Linked DNA regions of Mus musculus: region 2 is linked to region 1. The links are chromatin contacts, called in public Hi-C maps. All regions are on one chromosome and are shown on one strand. The core of a region is the stretch at or near the end of the contact, and the rest is flanking DNA. Distances in the headings are between cores, read along the strand shown. Region 1 has its middle 100 kb from the start of Gm26263. Region 2 overlaps Pax3 (paired box 3).

Evidence for each region. Hi-C and Micro-C count contacts between places; a contact is called where the count stands out from the background.
Region 2: a Hi-C map of the G1E-ER4 cell line shows a contact between it and region 1, with 2.6 times the contacts expected there. The contact joins two enhancer-like sites. A contact is called at or near these places in 3 of 484 Hi-C or Micro-C datasets (the 3T3-L1 cell line, the G1E-ER4 cell line and embryonic stem cells) and 2 of 115 datasets of contacts at active chromatin or transcription factors (embryonic midbrain and embryonic stem cells).

Annotation. Positions count from the first base shown.
Region 1 is chr1:78,001,749-78,004,448 of GRCm38.p6, reverse strand. No RefSeq gene overlaps it. Among named protein-coding and RNA genes, the nearest start is that of Gm26263, 100 kb to the right of the region's middle. Within about 2 kb of position 1,303, at least 3 of the 459 cell types and tissues checked have an H3K27ac peak or open chromatin away from gene starts, as enhancers often do. A contact at or near this core is called in the G1E-ER4 cell line, where this site is marked.
Region 2 is chr1:78,160,207-78,162,906 of GRCm38.p6, reverse strand. All of the region lies in intron 4 of Pax3 (paired box 3), which reads left to right. Among named protein-coding and RNA genes, the nearest start is that of Pax3, 36 kb to the left of the region's middle. Within about 2 kb of position 1,341, at least 5 of the 459 cell types and tissues checked have an H3K27ac peak or open chromatin away from gene starts, as enhancers often do. A contact at or near this core is called in the G1E-ER4 cell line, where this site is marked.

The sequences.
Region 1 (2,700 bases), core at 54-2,553:
TCCCCCATTTTTTTTTTTTTTTTTTTTTTTGGAGCAGTCTAACAATTTAGTCAAAATAGAAACTGCCTTCTTTCAATTCTCAGTAACAAATGAAAAATATACAGGGCAGCATAAGAAAACAATGTGATCTTGTTCCATTGAAACACACACACACATACCAAGAAAACTACAAACATACACACACAAACACAGAAGAAATTATACAATGACACACACACAAATAATTTACCCAAACACAAAACTAAACCGTCACACATGCTGAAATCTGTGGGTACGGATACACAAAGGCAGGGCCTCTGCTCCATCTCAACACTTGCTGCGTGCTCTAAAGTGACAAGCCCCAAAAATTGAAGTATGCATTGGTTGTTACATTTACAATAAATAATTTAATATTTGCATGCTTTCCCTCCTTTAAAGGAAAACAATCAAAGGACAAAAACAGTTCGTAAAACTGTCCTAGATCCGAAGCAAACCTCGTAAGCCAGTGAAGTAGACCACACTGGGAGCATGCTTTATTTTCCTTTGAGAATACTTTATTTTCCTTTTTTTTTTAATACTAAGATTGCAAAGCAGGTGGGGGAGGGTAGAAAGGGAGGAAAGAGAGGGTCAAGTGAGATGCCATGGAGATGAGGGAGGAGAAAAAAATAGCTAGGATAACATTACTTAGCAATGAATACTGGATAAATGAAAGAAGCAGAGAGAATCACATAGCCTGTATTTCTAGAATCTTCATATCCTACCAACACTTGAACTGTCAGCCCGTCTATCAGTATTTCCATCAAAAGACAACTGAACTGATAAAAAAACATAACACAATACAAGATGGGTTCTTCTGTACTATGAGAGCAAAACAAAAACCACTCTGATGATAATAATCATAACAGCTCTTCTGCCACAGGCCCTTCCAAGGGAACAGTGCCCTGCCCACAGTGTCTGCTGCATGGCCACTCATGTCCTGTGCCTTGTTTATCTAGGCCCCCGTACTCAGATTATTAAGGCAGATAGGTGAATTTGATTTCAGAGCAGCAGAGGCATGGGCTGTCTGACAAATTTGAGCATGGCCTGGCTCTAGGAGACAAGCTAGACCAATCATATCTTCTATCTGTGGAAGTGCGATTAAGAAAGACAAGAGAATCTGCCAGTTGGCAATCAAGCAGAAACTGCAAAGTTGCCTGGAGGTGAATTTGGGGTATCAGTGAGCCAAAGCCACTTGCATGAAGGAGTCTGGAGGAGTTTGGAGCTATTTGAAGGAAGTTAAGAGGGAAGCCCACTGGGGCAGGCCAAGAGCTGCCGGCCTCTGCTCTCAAAGGGGTTTGTGAGCTCTTCCTGTAAGAGCTGACCTCACACATCATCTCTTTTAGTGCTGGGGTAACCAAAGCATGTCTCTATCCTTGAATTCCCAAAGAGATGGATGAAATGCCCGTTTTGGCTATTTCCATCTCTAGTCCTTAGTTAACAGAAGGACTGGCTGGCAAGCTTGTTCTTTTTTTTTTTTTTTTTTTTTTTTTTTTTTTTTTTTAGCAAAACAAAACAAAACCCCAAAACGATAATTTCCTGGGACAGAACTCTGGAGATTCCAATTAGATAAGAATGACAAATTCCCCTGGTACTTGATGCAAGAGACTGTCTTTGGCATCCACTGGCTTGCTTTATGAACAAGAAGGGGTCCACTAATCCTGTCTTCCTTCAAGTTTTCGTCTCAGCTCTCTTTCTATATCTAAAAACCATCAAAATCCCAAAAGAGCTTTCCTTTAACATAATTTGTATTTTCCTCATATCAAATTTAGAGTATTTAAAGGGTTCATTAAGAACAGTAAACCAATCCCATGTTTTATTGCAGTCATTTTACAAACATCACAAACGGGGCCAGCAGGATGGTTCAGAGGTTAAAAGCATTTCCTGCTACGTCTGACAAACTGAATTTGGTCCTTGGGACCTGCATGGTGGATGGAAAGGATAGATACCAGCAGGCTGTCCTCTGACCTATGTATACTCTCTATGTTGCATACACATTCCCGCCCCTGCAATGCACACACACACTATTTATTAATGTAATAAAATTTAATAAAGGAAAATCCAAGTGACAGAAGCAGCACACATTCCTTGGCTTACAGTTTTGTTGGATGTTTCATACCAAAGGTGGAGAGACTGGGAGAGAGCTTAATTCTGAAGGTTTTAGAGGAGACTCCATCCTTTTTTTTTTTTTTTTTTTTTTTGTAAGATTTATTTATTATTATATGGGATTGCAAACTGGTACAACCACTCTGGAAATCAGTTTGGTGGATCCTCAGAAAATTGGACATAGTACTACTGGAGGATCCAGCAATACCACTCCTGGGCATATATCCAGAAGATGTTCCAACATGTAATAAGGACACATGCTCCACTATGTTCATAGCAACCTTATTTATAATAGCCAGAAGCTAGAAAGAACCCAGATGCCCCTCAACAGAGGAATGGATACAGAAAATGTGGTATATTTACACAATGGAGTACTACTCAGCTATTAAAAACAATGAATTTATGGAATTCTTAGGCAAGTGGATGGATCTGGAGGATATTATCCTGAGTAAGGTAACCCAATCACAAAAGAACTCATATGATATGCACTCACTGATAAGTGGATATTAGCCCAGAAGCTCGGAATACCCAAGATACAATTCACAAAACACATGAAACTCAAGAAGAGGGAAGACCAAA
Region 2 (2,700 bases), core at 92-2,591, 160 kb before region 1:
TTGGATTGTATTGTGTTATGATGAAGTTCGTATAACATCAGGCATCTGAAAGGGACTAACTGGGGGCTCAGATAGGGTAAGAGGGGGCTTGTCTGGTATTAACATCGCCCTGGGTTCAGTCTCCAGCTCTGCATAAACCATGAGTGGTGGCATATGCCAGCAAGCTCAGCACCGAAGAGGTGGAGGCAGGGGGATTATGCATTTGAGATCGGACTGGATCACAAGACCGTGTCTCAAAAATACAAAACAAAACACTAAACAATTTCTAGGCATTTTGTTCATTCATGGTACTGTATACCATACGTTCTACCTGTCTGAAATATTTTTGTTGCTCTAAAACAAAACCTTGCACCATTAAATCAGTTGTTTCCCAGTTGCTTCTGTCTGTGTTTGGTCTTATGAATGTAACTACCCTGATGATCTGACAGAAATAGAACTGACAGTATGTGACCCTCCTGACCATCTCAGGTGATCTTTCAGGCCTTCCCTCATGTGGGGGCTGGATCAGTCCATCATTTTTTATGGCTGAGTGCTACTACTCCATTGGATGGTATTTATAGATTCTAAATTGTTCATCCATTCATCTGTTGTTGAACATTTGTGCTATGTCTACTTTTGGGTTACTGTGAATATTGTTGCTATGAACATGTACGTGTATACACATATTTTTAAAACCTTAATATATAAGAATTACAGGGGCCACTGTCACAATCAGAACAGCCAGAGGAAAGTTCAATTACATTGCATCCTCCTTCTGTCCTTACCTCTGGGGAATGGTTTTCCTGTTCTCCGATAGAGTCATTTTGTTGTAAGAGTATGGGATGAACTAAGTCATAGCACATAGAACTTTCTGAGACTGACTTCCATTCCTCAGTATCACTGCCTTGAGATTTGTCTGCGTCATTATCTCTTTGAACACACTACTATTCTCATCACTGGCTAGCATGCTGTGCAATGGGGCTGTGCCCCAGCCCGTCTCTTCCTTGACCAGATAAGGCACATGTGAGTTATCTCCAGTCTGGGGTCATTGTGAGTAAAGTCACCATGCACATCTATGTGGAGGTTCTATGTGAATTAACTTCTTAGGAGCAAAAGCCTCGAGTCACATGTTAACTGTTAAAAACGTGTGACTTTTTTTTTTTAAAAAAGCTAGTTTGGCCATTCCTTTTATTACCAACACAGGAGAGAGCCAGAAGCTCACAGTGCACCAATGCCTGCTCTTCTCAATAGTTTTAATGGTAACCAGTCTGACATGCACATGGTAGTGGATAGCTGTCGTCGTTCATGGTCCCAAGAAGTCCCAACACAAAGCATTTCTCATACTGTTCTGCCCTCACCTGCATTTTCTTTGGTGAAGCCTCTCTTCAATGTTTTTGCCTTTTTTTTTTGTTTTTTGTTTTGCTTTTGTTTTTCTTGTTGAGACACAGTCTCATGGTACCTATGCTGGCGTCAAATTCACTATATGACCAAGGCTGACCTTGAACTCCTGACCCTCTAGTCTCTGCCTTTCAAGTGCTGGGGTTACAGCTTTGCCCTGTTGTGGCCAGATCTTTTGTTCATTTAAAAACTTTCTGTACTGTTATGGTCTGGGAATTCTTGTGTTCTTGCTACAAGTTCTTCATTAGATATGTGCCCTAAAAATGTTTGCTTTTAGTCTCTACCTTGAGTTTACATTCTTTGAACAGAAAATGAATTCAAAGGCTGGAAAGATGGCCCAGTGGGTAAAGATGCTTGCTAACCTGGCTTTTATCCATATCCTCTGACCAGCACACAGGTTTTGTGGCACTCCCCCACCCATTACTGTGCATAGATAATAATAATCATTAAAATTTAGAAAACGAATTCAACTTGCATTCTGATAAAGTCTAACTTGTTGACTTTTGACTTGTGGCCTGCGGTTTTATGTGTCTAAGCAGTTTTTTTTTCTGGTCCTGGCTCTGAAGGACACAGATTCCAGGCCTGTGACACACTGCAGTTGACTGCTCTGTGCAGTTAGGCTGCAGGCAGACTCTGGCTATGTGTTTTTGTGTGTAGCTGCCTAACTGTCCCAACACCATGTATAGAAAGTGCTTTTCTGACTTCATAGCTTTATCTTTGCACTTCTGTCCACAGCAGCCAGCCTTGCTTGTGTGAGTTTGCCTCTGAGCTCTGGGCTCTATTTTGTCTGCCTCTGGAAGTATGACTCTTCTAAGTTTATTTTCGGTTGAAAAGTGTGTGTGTGTGTGTGTGTGTGTGTGTGTGTGTGTGTGTGTGTGTGAATGCCTGTGGAAGCCAGAGAATCTCTATTATTTTTCCTTAAGAATTATATCCACATTATTATTATTATTATTATTGCTTTTTACATGAGTTCTGCAGATGGACTAAGGTCCTCTCGTTTGTGCTGCAAATTTTTCCTAACTGAGCCATCTTTCCACCCCTATATTCATCTTTTTCCAAAATGGTTGTTAGCTATTCTAGTGCTCTTCCTTATCCTGTATGTTTAGAGTTAGTTGTTTGTGTTTACAAAAGGTCTTTACGCAAAGGCTTGCTACTGAGCCCCTGTCCACGGTATATTCAATTTTTTAAAACATTTAATTAATTAAGTGCTTTGGGTGGGGGAGGGGCCCAGTCATGCTATAGTACACTTGTGGAGTTCAGAGGACAACTTGCCAGAGTTGGTTGTCTCCTACTATCTGGGATTCCTGGGATCAAACTCATGTC